2 separate regions of the Zea mays genome follow, and region 1 is linked to region 2. Evidence: chromatin contacts called from public Hi-C data. All regions are on one chromosome and are shown on one strand. Each heading gives the region's core, a stretch centred on a gene start, on an enhancer-like site or on the middle of the called end of the contact. The rest is flanking DNA. Distances are from core to core; before and after follow the strand shown.

Region 1 (5,552 bases), core at 1,813-4,312, 190 kb after region 2:
CAGTCTCTCCAAGACCAAGCATGATAGAAGACTTTGTAACCATGCCCTCCCTGCAAGCTTTTGCATGCTTGAGAACTGCCAAGCTCTGATCATACCTGTAAACATGAGGCGACAGAAAAAATGTTTACAATGTCAGGGATCATGATTCATCAGAAAGAACATAAGTACAAAGGTTAGATAGGCATTGCCAGAAAATACTAGTTTAATAATTTCTATGAATAATGCCATTAACAAAAAAACTCGGCCGGGAAGGGAAAGACCGCCCTCCCGATATTATACTAAGAAGAGACCGAAACATGGTCACGGCCGAGAAAATCCCAGAACCTTTGCCCCTCATCACTAGCAGGTCGTCACCACCCACTCTACAACGGCCCAACCAGAGGGTGGCGCGCAGGATGTAACCCGAGAGCGGGCGAGCCACAACGAGGAGATTTTTTCAACCAAGCCCAAAATTCGCCATCGAGGGGGATCCAAACTGAGACCTGGAGGTGCTACCCGAAATTACGCTAGAGGCCCTTTCGCAATAATGTCATTAACACTAACATTAGCGTTGAGATCAAGAGTTATATCAAATCTACCCAAATGAACATAGCATGCCATATGAACTCATGAAAATTGGGTGCAATGGCATGTTAGCTAGCTAGTTATTATCTAAAAAATGTTAGTGGCCATATAAAGGAAATCCATTCAATGATTGCAAACTAACTAACATTAGAAAGTAACACAATCAGGAATTTATCAAATTAATTTCTGTAATACTTTGTTTAAACTTGTAATGTGTATAACACATCTCTGTTTCTTTTCACATGTTGTGTAATACAACATGTTCATGCATGTTGTGTTATTGCTTCGCCAGCAGCTTGCTACCTAAAAATATAGTTCTTGAATTGATAAATGTCGTTGGAACTGGATCAAGTTTAGATTCATGGTTGCCAGGAAAATGGATTTAACTATTAAGACTGATTCCACAAACAAAAACGCATAAGTGGCCTGAGTTGATCATACTCAAATGCACAATTATGTTGGGAATTGCTGAAAGCCAAGATCCAGCAACGAAAAGGTACAACACTTTGTTTTTCTTTGCTAGGCCAGTTTCATCCAGGACATGGTAGATTATTCTCATGGAATAAGGGATGTAAACATAACCATGCTACTCCATGCCAACTTCTCCCGAGAGTTACACTGGTTAGAACATTTAAGTCCAGGTCTCAATGAAACCTGTGCGACCAGTCCAGGTTCGATGGCTGGCACAAACTTCTTAAGGGAAAAAAGCATGCGAGAAGGGGCATCTCTCCCCCTGGTTGAGTCTTATTTTAAACTATGCTATTCCATGAATGAAGTAGAAACAAATGGAACTAGTTTCAACAAAAGAGCTCTAGTTATATATGTAGGTACATCAACTATCTTAGGCATCCAGAGACCCTCAAGATTCACACAAGCACATTACCACGAACCTAAGATGAGATGCTCATTTCAATTCCAAAAGGCTGCGTCACTCAGGGAATATTTGATGATGGTAATAGTACATGCACCCACATGTACAAGTGGAATAAACATATTGCAAATGAGAATACAACAATGTTAAATGGCCAAAAGTCTGGAACTTGACTGTTTAAAATTAAATCTTTCAGAACTTTCAGCGGATAGTAATACCTAGGGGTGAATAACATGTGGGAATGTACTGCCAAAAAGAGTTACATGCGGAAATCAAGTTAACTGTACTTCAGAGTTTATATTTCACAAATTCTTAAAGAAACACAATACTGTGCCACTGAAAATAACTGAACCACATTACCCTGCCCGGGGATCCCTCACAATCCTCTGCAGACTCCTCACAGTTTCAATGTTGTGCGCATAAACATCTAGGCCAGAGTTAGCCAAAGATGAGATGGCCTCCAGGTCACCTCGAAAATCTGAGGTTAAGCACTCCACCAGTATTCCAGGTTTGAGCTCCTGAAGCGAAAATTCAGAAAACATCAGCCAGTACTTGTACCCAAGTTCAAATTCTAACAAAGTAAGACACAACACAGAGCAAAAAGCATGGATAAGGCTGACCTTTAAAGCTTTCACTGTTTGAGCAAAATGGCTACTTCCACCATCAGGTAAGTCATCTCTATCGACACTGGTTAGCACGACATAATCTACTCTGGAAAGAACAGCATTCCTTAAATCAGCCATGTAATCAACCACATAAACAGAAAATGAACAGTGGTTAACATACAGCTTATAGTAAAAATGTGTCTGCTTTGATATACCAATTACAATTTCATCGATCAGTCACTCAGAATGATGAGAACCTAACAGTTTCTAATCTGCAGATGATCAACCAGGCAGGAAGATCATACCCCCAGCTTGCAACAGCCAAAGCCGTGTTTAGAGGCTCCAGGGGATCCGGCGGCGGTGGCTTGTTGCTGGTCTTCACAGCGCAGAATCGACACCCGCGCGTGCAGGTGTCACCAAGCACCATGATGGTGGCCGTGGCGATGCCGTCCCCTTCGCCGCCGGCCCCTCCACCTCCGTTCCAACACTGTGCGCCCCCAAAAAACAAGCGGTTCCGTCAGAACCCAACACTGAGACCAAAGCGCTGTTCTCGCGGGTAGGTACTGACGCGACGGCGTCACGCGGAGGGAGGCGTCATCCGTGTGCGTACCTCGCCGATGTTGGGGCACTGTGCCTCGACGCAGACGGTGTTGAGCTTGAGCTCGCCGATGGACTCCCGCAGGCGAGCGTACTTCTCGCCCTGCGCAGCGCGCTGCCGCAGCCAAGCGGGCTTCTTCACCTCCGGATCCCTCCCGGTGTACGGCCCCGCGGGCGCCCTAGACGCCGTCCCCACCGGTGGCGCCGCCTCAGCGTGGCACCGTGCCACGGCTACCAGGCCCCGTCTACCGCCGCGTCCGGCCAGTACCGGAGGCCGCAGCGGCCGCGCGAGGGAGCTCTGCATCGTTGTCGGCCGGTGGAATCGGGCGCGGCGTCGGGCACAGTGGAGGCGATGGGTTCCAGGCGGGGAGGACGGGTAAGCGTTCCCGTTTCACCCCTTGTGTAGTAGAACAGGGGGTCGATATTAGGCCGGCGATGATACCAAGGTTGGTCTTTCTTCGCCTCGCCTACCTCTGCCTACCGAAGTCGTTGCGATGAATTGGGTCAAAATCGACGTGGGTCAGCGGGTGCGGGTGCTCGTAGCTCACGAACTAACATTTCTTTGATAAGTGATCTAAGCTGGAAATCGCACAGTTGCCTAAGGCAAACAGCTCCACATTCCGCAAGGAATGTTGGGGAATCTGATGAAAGGAAGACCGGCAGAACATGATCAACAAGGAACAACTCAAACATTTCCACCAAGACTAGCGGCCAAGAGCCCAAGACTCAAGAGTAGCTCAATAACAGTATGTCTGCTGCGTATATCTGCTGGTCTATAGGTACGGAGATTAGACTAGGTCTTCGGCAATCGGCATGCAATTTTCTGCATCTCGTCTCCTGTAAAATAAGACTCGTGCAGCTGAATATTCCGATGGCAAGTCGTTTTAAAACCTGTTGGTATAAAATAAACCCATGGCTCAGGGCCAGGATACTTTAAAACCTGACGGAAAGATGATGATACAAATAGGTCGGACAATAATATTTGCTGATGGCCACACCACCACCCTTTCCATTCCCCGTCCCGTCTAGTCTAGATCGACGAGGCCACCAAACGGAACGCGCGCCTCGTTCTGGACAAGCCGTTCGCGTCGCACCGCCTGGCCCCGCTCCCGTCTATTTTTGTCAGTTATGGCTCGGGGCGTGTCATTTTCCGCGGCGGAGTTTGTTCGCCGACTAGACGACATGACTTGCGCTGAGTTGGGCGTTCGGTTTCGAGTGTGGCAGGCAGTGTGGGTGAACTGCTTGGAAATCAAATGACCGAACCAAGTTTCTAGGTGACAGCAGTTTGGCCAAACTCCGCTACAGATGTCTCGTCTCCGATGTATCATGTGTGTGAAGGAAGGGTTATTGCCTTATTGGGAGCTTCAGTTCAGGACAATCCTGCTGCAGGAGCTGATGCGTCGTCAAATGTCCAAACTCCGCTAGAGATGTCTCGTCTCCGATTTCTGGTACTTCTTCCACAGCTGCGGAACCAGATGGCCAAACCCCAGAAGAAAGGGAAAAAAACGCAAAAAAAAAAAAAAGGCTTGGTTCTGGACGCGGGTGAGTGGGCCAACTTAAGCCCGCAACAGCCAGGCCCGAATCTGATGCGTGTACGCCACAAGGCCCATAGAGAAAGGAAAATGAAACAAAAAAGAACGCCGTTGCCGGGGATCGAACCCGGGTCACCCGCGTGACAGGCGGGAATACTCACCACTATACTACAACGACCGAATTGAAATACTACTAGAGCACGGGTTTAGTAATTATAAAGTATCACTGGCAAGTGCAGCCCATGATATTTTTGGACACGACATGTGATCTGTCTCATGTTTGATAGTGCTTGTTCGGTTATTCCTAAAACACATGAATTGGATGAGATTGGAAAAAAATGAGAAAATGTTTGACTTGTTTGGGATTTAAACTCATCCAATCCCACTCAATCCACATGGATTGAGAGCTAACCGAACAAGCCCTGACTGGGCGTGTCGTGCCACCAGGCACGGTAAATCGGTGAACAGTAGTGCCAGTATCAGCACGGTCACTATAATGTCTCACACAAATAAAATCCGTGCAAAAATAAGATCGACATATTTATTCAAGATTTAAACATCTACAGATAAGAAGACCAGTTCAAACTTCTAAGAAGACAATTCTATTAAGAGTTTCTGGAAATATAATCACACAACCGAGGTAGAAGGACGAGAGCGCTTTGCTCATCCTCTGCACCTTCCTCTACACCGCCTTTTTGACCATCGCCGATAAGGACGGTAGCATCGCTGCTATGGCTGAAGATCTCCACAACATCCTCACACAGGTCATCCTCATCGTCATCTCCGGCCAACCCGCACAAAACGCCTTTCCTTGTTGCCATCGATCTCAACTGTATCTCGTCCGAGCCGACCATCGTCAATCAATGGAGACCTGATTCCTCAATGGCTACACCAAAGTTGCATTAGTACAAACTACAGATGAAGGGTCATGGTTAAATTTGGGTTAGGATTAGGGTTACCTAAACAACCGGAGCACTAGAATCTCCGTCGCCCATGTCGACTGATCGACGAACAACAGATCCGTCCACCCTGTTCCTCAACGAATTTGAATCTAGAGCACCAGAGTAGCCGACAACATGTGACCTCGACGAAGACGACAAGACGAGGATGATCTCGTGTCGTGTGCCAGTGCTTGACACCGGTGCTCAAGATCACACCAGAGAGGGAGAAGAGAGGAGTTAGGGTTACTGTTCGGCGAATCCCGACAATGCCCCGCACACGCAAATCCAAGGGTCAGATGGAGCGGGGGGGGGGGGGGGGGCGCACCAACGATGGAAGAGTGTATTGTGGCCGCGTCTGCCACCGGAGTGGGAGAAGAAGAGAGCAGAGCGGAGGCAGAGAGTGTGAGTGGTTGGATTGGAGCGAAGACATGATTTAGAGTTG
Region 2 (5,311 bases), core at 2,143-4,642:
CCGCCGAAGCCCCTGGCACCTCTGCCTCTTGGAGCTGGCGGCCGGAAGGAGCTTTGCTGTTGCCCCGAAGCCTGTGAGGAGCCCTGTGGCCTTTGCTGCTGACTCCCCTTATCATCATTTTGAGTAGAGTTGTGAATTGACCTGACGTGCCTCGGATAAAATCTTCCTCCGAAGCCCCTGGTCATTTCGGAAAACCTGAAAGCCTCCTCCTTTCTTTGACGAAAATCATTGTCGGCCCGAATATACTCGTCCATCTTCTGGAGCAGCTTCTCCAAAGTTTGAGGAGGCTTCCTAGCAAAGTACTGAGCTGAAGGTCCTGGCCGAAGTCCCTTGATCATGGCCTCAATTACAATTTCGTTGGGCACTGTTGGCGCCTGTGCCCTCAAACGTAAGAACCTCCGGACGTACGCCTGAAGGTATTCTTCGTGATCCTGGGTGCACTGGAATAGAGCTTGAGCAGTGACCGGCTTCGTCTGAAACCCTTGGAAGCTGGTTAACAACATGTCCTTCAGCTTTTGCCATGAAGTGATCGTTCCTGGTCGAAGGGAGGAATATCAGGTTTGAGCAACACTCCTGATAGCCATAACAAAAGATTTTGCCATGACTGCAGTATTGCCACCATACGAAGATACTGTTGCTTCGTAGCTCATCAAAAACTGCTTCGGGTCTGAATGGCCGTCGAATATAGGAAGCTGGGGCAGCTTGTAGGACGGAGGCCAAGGTGTAGCTTGCAGCTCAGCGGACAGAGGAGAAGCATCATCAAAAGCAAAATTTCCATGGTGGAAATTCTCATACCAGTCATCTTCGTTGAAGAAACCCTCCTGATGAAGGTCTTTGTGCTGAGGCCTTCGGTTCTGCTCATCCTGAGTAAGATGACGAACTTCTTCAGAGGCTTCGTCTATCTGCCTTTGCAGTTCTGCTAGCCTGGCCATCTTTTCCTTCTTCCTCTGCACCTGTTGATGAAGCATCTCCATGTCTCTGATTTCTTGGTCTAGCTCATCCTCTTGCGGTGTCGGGCTGACAGCCTTCCTCTTCTGGCTTCGGGCCTCCCGAAGAGAGAGAGTCTCCTGGTTGGGGTCCAGCGGTTGCAGAACTGCAGTCCCAGTTGCTGAAGCTTTCTTCGGCGCCATAGCGAAGGTTTATGGTTGCCGAAGGTGTTCAAAACTCAAAGAGTGGAAGTGAGTTCACCGGAGGTGGGCGCCAATGTTGGGTACTTGTTCTCAAATGCTATGAGTTAAGAACAAGGCAACACAAAAAATGTTAAACGTTAAAGTCCTTCGTCCTTCAAAGCATTATTTCCCTTGGGATATAATGACTTTCGGACGAAGGTTGTGAAGGACATACCTTCATCAACACAACATATAATAATGAAGTAGGAATCATATGAAATATAAAGGTTAACGTAAGCAATTGTGTACAATCATCAACTCATTTCTATATTATTATTATGGAAAAATAGAAATGATATCAAATTACAAATGTACCTTCGGCTTGAAAGAAGGTAAAAGTACAAGCGTGACGCAAAAGCAAAATGTCAAGTCAGCGTGAACAGTACGGGAGCACTGTTCACCTATTTATAGGCACGGGACACAGCCCATGTAAAATTACATCCATGCCCTTTACATTTGGTAGTAATTTTATAGTAATCCACCGAGGTCTAAATGGTCTTTTTATCTTTAAGTCGGTTTCCTTTTCTGTTATCACGCCGAAGCTTTCCTGCTCACAGCTTCGGCGCTGTATCAACCTTCGTATTCTTTGGGCTTCTCCCACTGTGGTACCGATTCGAGTCCGAAGATACCTGTTCACACATTATACTCCAGAAACATTGTTTAAATCATATTTTTGAGGACCTTCGGAAGCCGAAGGCCCCAACAAGACATATCTTTGATATTTTTTTTTGTGAACATACCTTTCCACATGTGTGCAATGACTATGACAGAGTGAGCGAGATCGACACACGATGGCAAGAGCGTGTTGCCAGCAAGCGAGGGCGAACGAAGATGATGCATCAAGTATTTTAGGTTCCAGCTGTATCCTAAAGATCTAATCGGTAATCACTAATTGACCTTCTTGCATGGAAGTTTGGAGGCCTAAAAAATGCCCCCCCCCTTCAGCCGAACCAGTTGCACTCCCTTGTACATGGTCCTAAATAAATGCCATAAAATATTAATATATTTTAAACGTTTATAATATAATATAATAAATTAAAGACATATTTACACAAAATAAAAATCATGATCATAGTGTTGTGCTATTTGTATCTCATATAATATGCACTCTTCGTTATTTATTTATTTATTTATTGTATTTTAGTAAAAAATAAACTAGCGAATGATAAATATTCGAGAGAAAAGTTATTATATTTCCTCAACAGGCTAAATAGACGTAGTCAAACAAATGCGATCGTGCGCTTAGTTACGCGTCCTTGGACAAATCACCCCACGACTGCTGTGCTGCACAGAAATTCCACATGCATGCATGATGGAAGGGTTCAGTCTGAAAACGATCAGCATATGTGATGTGCCTAGAAAACAAAACAAGACAAGCTCGCGATAGGTATCTCATACTCCGATTGACCATTTTATCCCTACAAGAGACTAACTACCTTGACTAACACAAGTCAGAGTGTCAAACTTGCTCTTCAAAAGTGCAGTATTAAGAACAAAAGTAGTATATCGATTAAGATTGTACACTCTAAAATATGCAAGCAATCCTAGCTAAAAATTAGAGCATGCTTCGCCCCAACACGCATTTGAGCGCAACGCAAAATCCTATTATATATTTGTACCATATAAAACATCAGTTTCTAGGATTTTAGATTTTATAGTTTTCAATATCGTCGCGCCCCTCTTATTTAAACAGTAAAAAACTAAAATTATATATAAATGATGATTCAAAGTATAATTATTGACTTTAAATCCACATTTATATACACTTAATCAACAGAACACATATCTTTTTATATTTTAATGTTTCATACTCTATACTTAAACATAAATAAACCGTATGCATATCATCGCACTTTTGCTAGTAAATAAATAAAGAAAATATGGGCAGAAGTTGCAAAACGCACGCACTTCACTGGCCACGGCGACCGGTGATAGCACGACCCTTGGAGCTAAAAAAAATCTACTACTGGTACTGCTGACAGGCCTGAGCGGCAGGCCCCACCGAGCGATGCACGTTATCCATGGCGCCTCGAGGAGACCCCGGCGAATGCTGGCCCTTGGATCCAACCGAGCTAGCATGCATGCGCATTCGCTGCCTTCCAAACGGAGGAAGGGGAAATTAACAACGCGATTACGCGAAGCCTTCAAAAAGCCAGCCCCCTCCTCTCCCTTCCAGGCAACCCAACCACAGGCCACAGCGCAGCGGTGTGTGTGGGTGTGTGTCTGCGCCAGAGACCAAACACCAACCTCCCCCCACCCTCGACCCATCCCCACCTCGCCGCCGCCGCCGCCGCCGCACGGTCTCCTTCCCCGAGGTAAGCGCCGGACCTTACCCCTACGTCCGTCCCTCCTCCCGGATCGATCGCCGGGCACCGCGTCAATTGGTTAGCGTGTCGGCGGCGGACGAGGCCGAGGCGGGCGCGGACGATCGGCGCGGTGCGGACCGATCTTAGCGGCCGTGGTCTCTGATCGCGCGGGGATCGCTCCGGCGCCCGCCGATCTCCCCGTGTCGTGGCGGAAATTTGGGGGGCGGCCTCTGTCCCCTTGGTTTCTTTACCCGTAGAGATTTTCTGGGAGGGGGGGGGGGGGGGGGGTGATGAGGTGGGTGAGGTATTGGCGTGCTTTAATCTCGCGTGTTTTGATCGGTCTTTTGACAGAGGAATACGTGCGGATGAGATCGGGATAGGATTTGTGGAGGAGAGGGATTGTGGGGAGCTGACTGTTGGGAAATCTCATGTCATGGCTTGCGTAGATTTTTTACCGCAAATGGGACAAGGCTCAGTAGTTTTGCATTAGTCCTAGATGTCGATCGTAAATAAATGAAGGCTTGTTTGTGCTTGCTCGATCAGTACTTATTTATCCAGATGTGTTCTCTCATGTTTCCAGTGATATTTTATGTTTGTTGAGCTGTTAGTAGAATGCAGTACCGGTGTATTGACTACTTAACGATGCTGTCGTGGTTTTCGATTGACAGATTTGAATGCGTTAGGAAGTGCATGGGGAGAAAGGATGCCAGAGTTGCGTAGTGGAGTCCGGCAGTCTCGGTTGAGGGCAAAGAAGGTTGAGGATCTTGTGGTTCAAGACCCTACTGACAACTTGGTTGTGGCGGCACCTACGGTGGCAGGAAGACGTGGTAGAGGAAGGGGTGGGAGGGGTGGAGGGAGAGGAGCAGGACGGGGAAGGGGAGGAAGAGGAAGAGGTGTTCCAGTGATTAACTTGGATCCTGACCAGCCTCTTGAGGTTCTTCCAGGAGCTGGTGTTGGTGCCCGCGCTGCAGGTGGGGCGCAGCCCATTGAAGACATTGCTAATAAGGTATTGAAGATGGATGGTGGGAGTGCTGAGAAGATTGCTGGAGGTGAAGATGAAGGGACTACATCTCCAGTCCCAGAGAAGGTATGCTCTTCTTATGCACTTTTGCTTGCCCTATTTGGTTCTGTATCTTCACTTGCATGATTTTCATAGCAGTGTCATTTGTTGCCATTGAGGCTAGTTTTGTCAGTGAAGCTATCTGAGAAAATGGGATAATAATGAGAAAATATAGATTGTGGCAAGGTGTCATTGTGGGATGGCAACAGGCACATTTACCTGCATGCCCGCGGGCAAAACCCTATGGGATGCGGGTTCAGGTGTGAGTTTGCACGTGTGGGCATGAGTGCGGGTTTAATTCTCAACCGACGGGTTTTTTCTTGCAGGTTTCAAAAAGTTGTACCCGTGCCCGCGAACCTGCGTACCCACACTGGATATATATCTATATGCGTGCATATATATGTACATTTATATGTGTATATAAATACATGCATATATATAGATGGAATATGTGTAATTATGTGCCCGCGGGTTTGTGGCACCCATGGGTAGAGGGTATGGGTAGCATGTTGTACTCGTTGCGGGTAATGGGTGCGAGTGCGGGTTTAATATTAACCTCGCGGGTACGGGTTTGTAAATCCTATACCCGCGGGTTTCAAACCTGTTGCCACACACCACATGGAATATGGTATCATTCATTTTTTTAATAAGCGTAGTTCATATATGTGCCCATTTTACATGCAGCTACTCATTATGTATCTTTGGAACTTCACATGTATTAACTATCTTACACCATCAAGAATCAAGTGACAAACAATTCAGTGCCTTCTTCCTTA

Evidence for each region. A called contact is a pair of places that touch in the nucleus more often than the background predicts.
Region 1: a Hi-C map of tassel shows a contact between it and region 2, with 2.7 times the contacts expected there. The contact joins the promoter of LOC100283909 here to the promoter of LOC100502202 in region 2. A contact is called at or near these places in 2 of 25 Hi-C or Micro-C datasets (ear and tassel).

The regions. Positions count from the first base shown.
Region 1 is chr8:179,314,027-179,319,578 of Zm-B73-REFERENCE-NAM-5.0, forward strand. It overlaps LOC100283909 (lipoic acid synthetase), which reads right to left and starts at 3,063. Exons shown (of 7, transcript NM_001156807.2): 1 at 2,651-3,063; 2 at 2,346-2,527; 3 at 2,056-2,146; 4 at 1,796-1,953; 5 at 1-95. The coding sequence starts at 2,941. TRNAD-GUC (transfer RNA aspartic acid (anticodon GUC)) reads right to left here and starts at 4,347; the gene lies at 4,276-4,347.
Region 2 is chr8:179,122,309-179,127,619 of Zm-B73-REFERENCE-NAM-5.0, forward strand. LOC100502202 reads left to right here and starts at 3,393. Exons shown (of 17, transcript NM_001357699.1): 1 at 3,393-3,484; 2 at 4,144-4,562. The coding sequence starts at 4,179.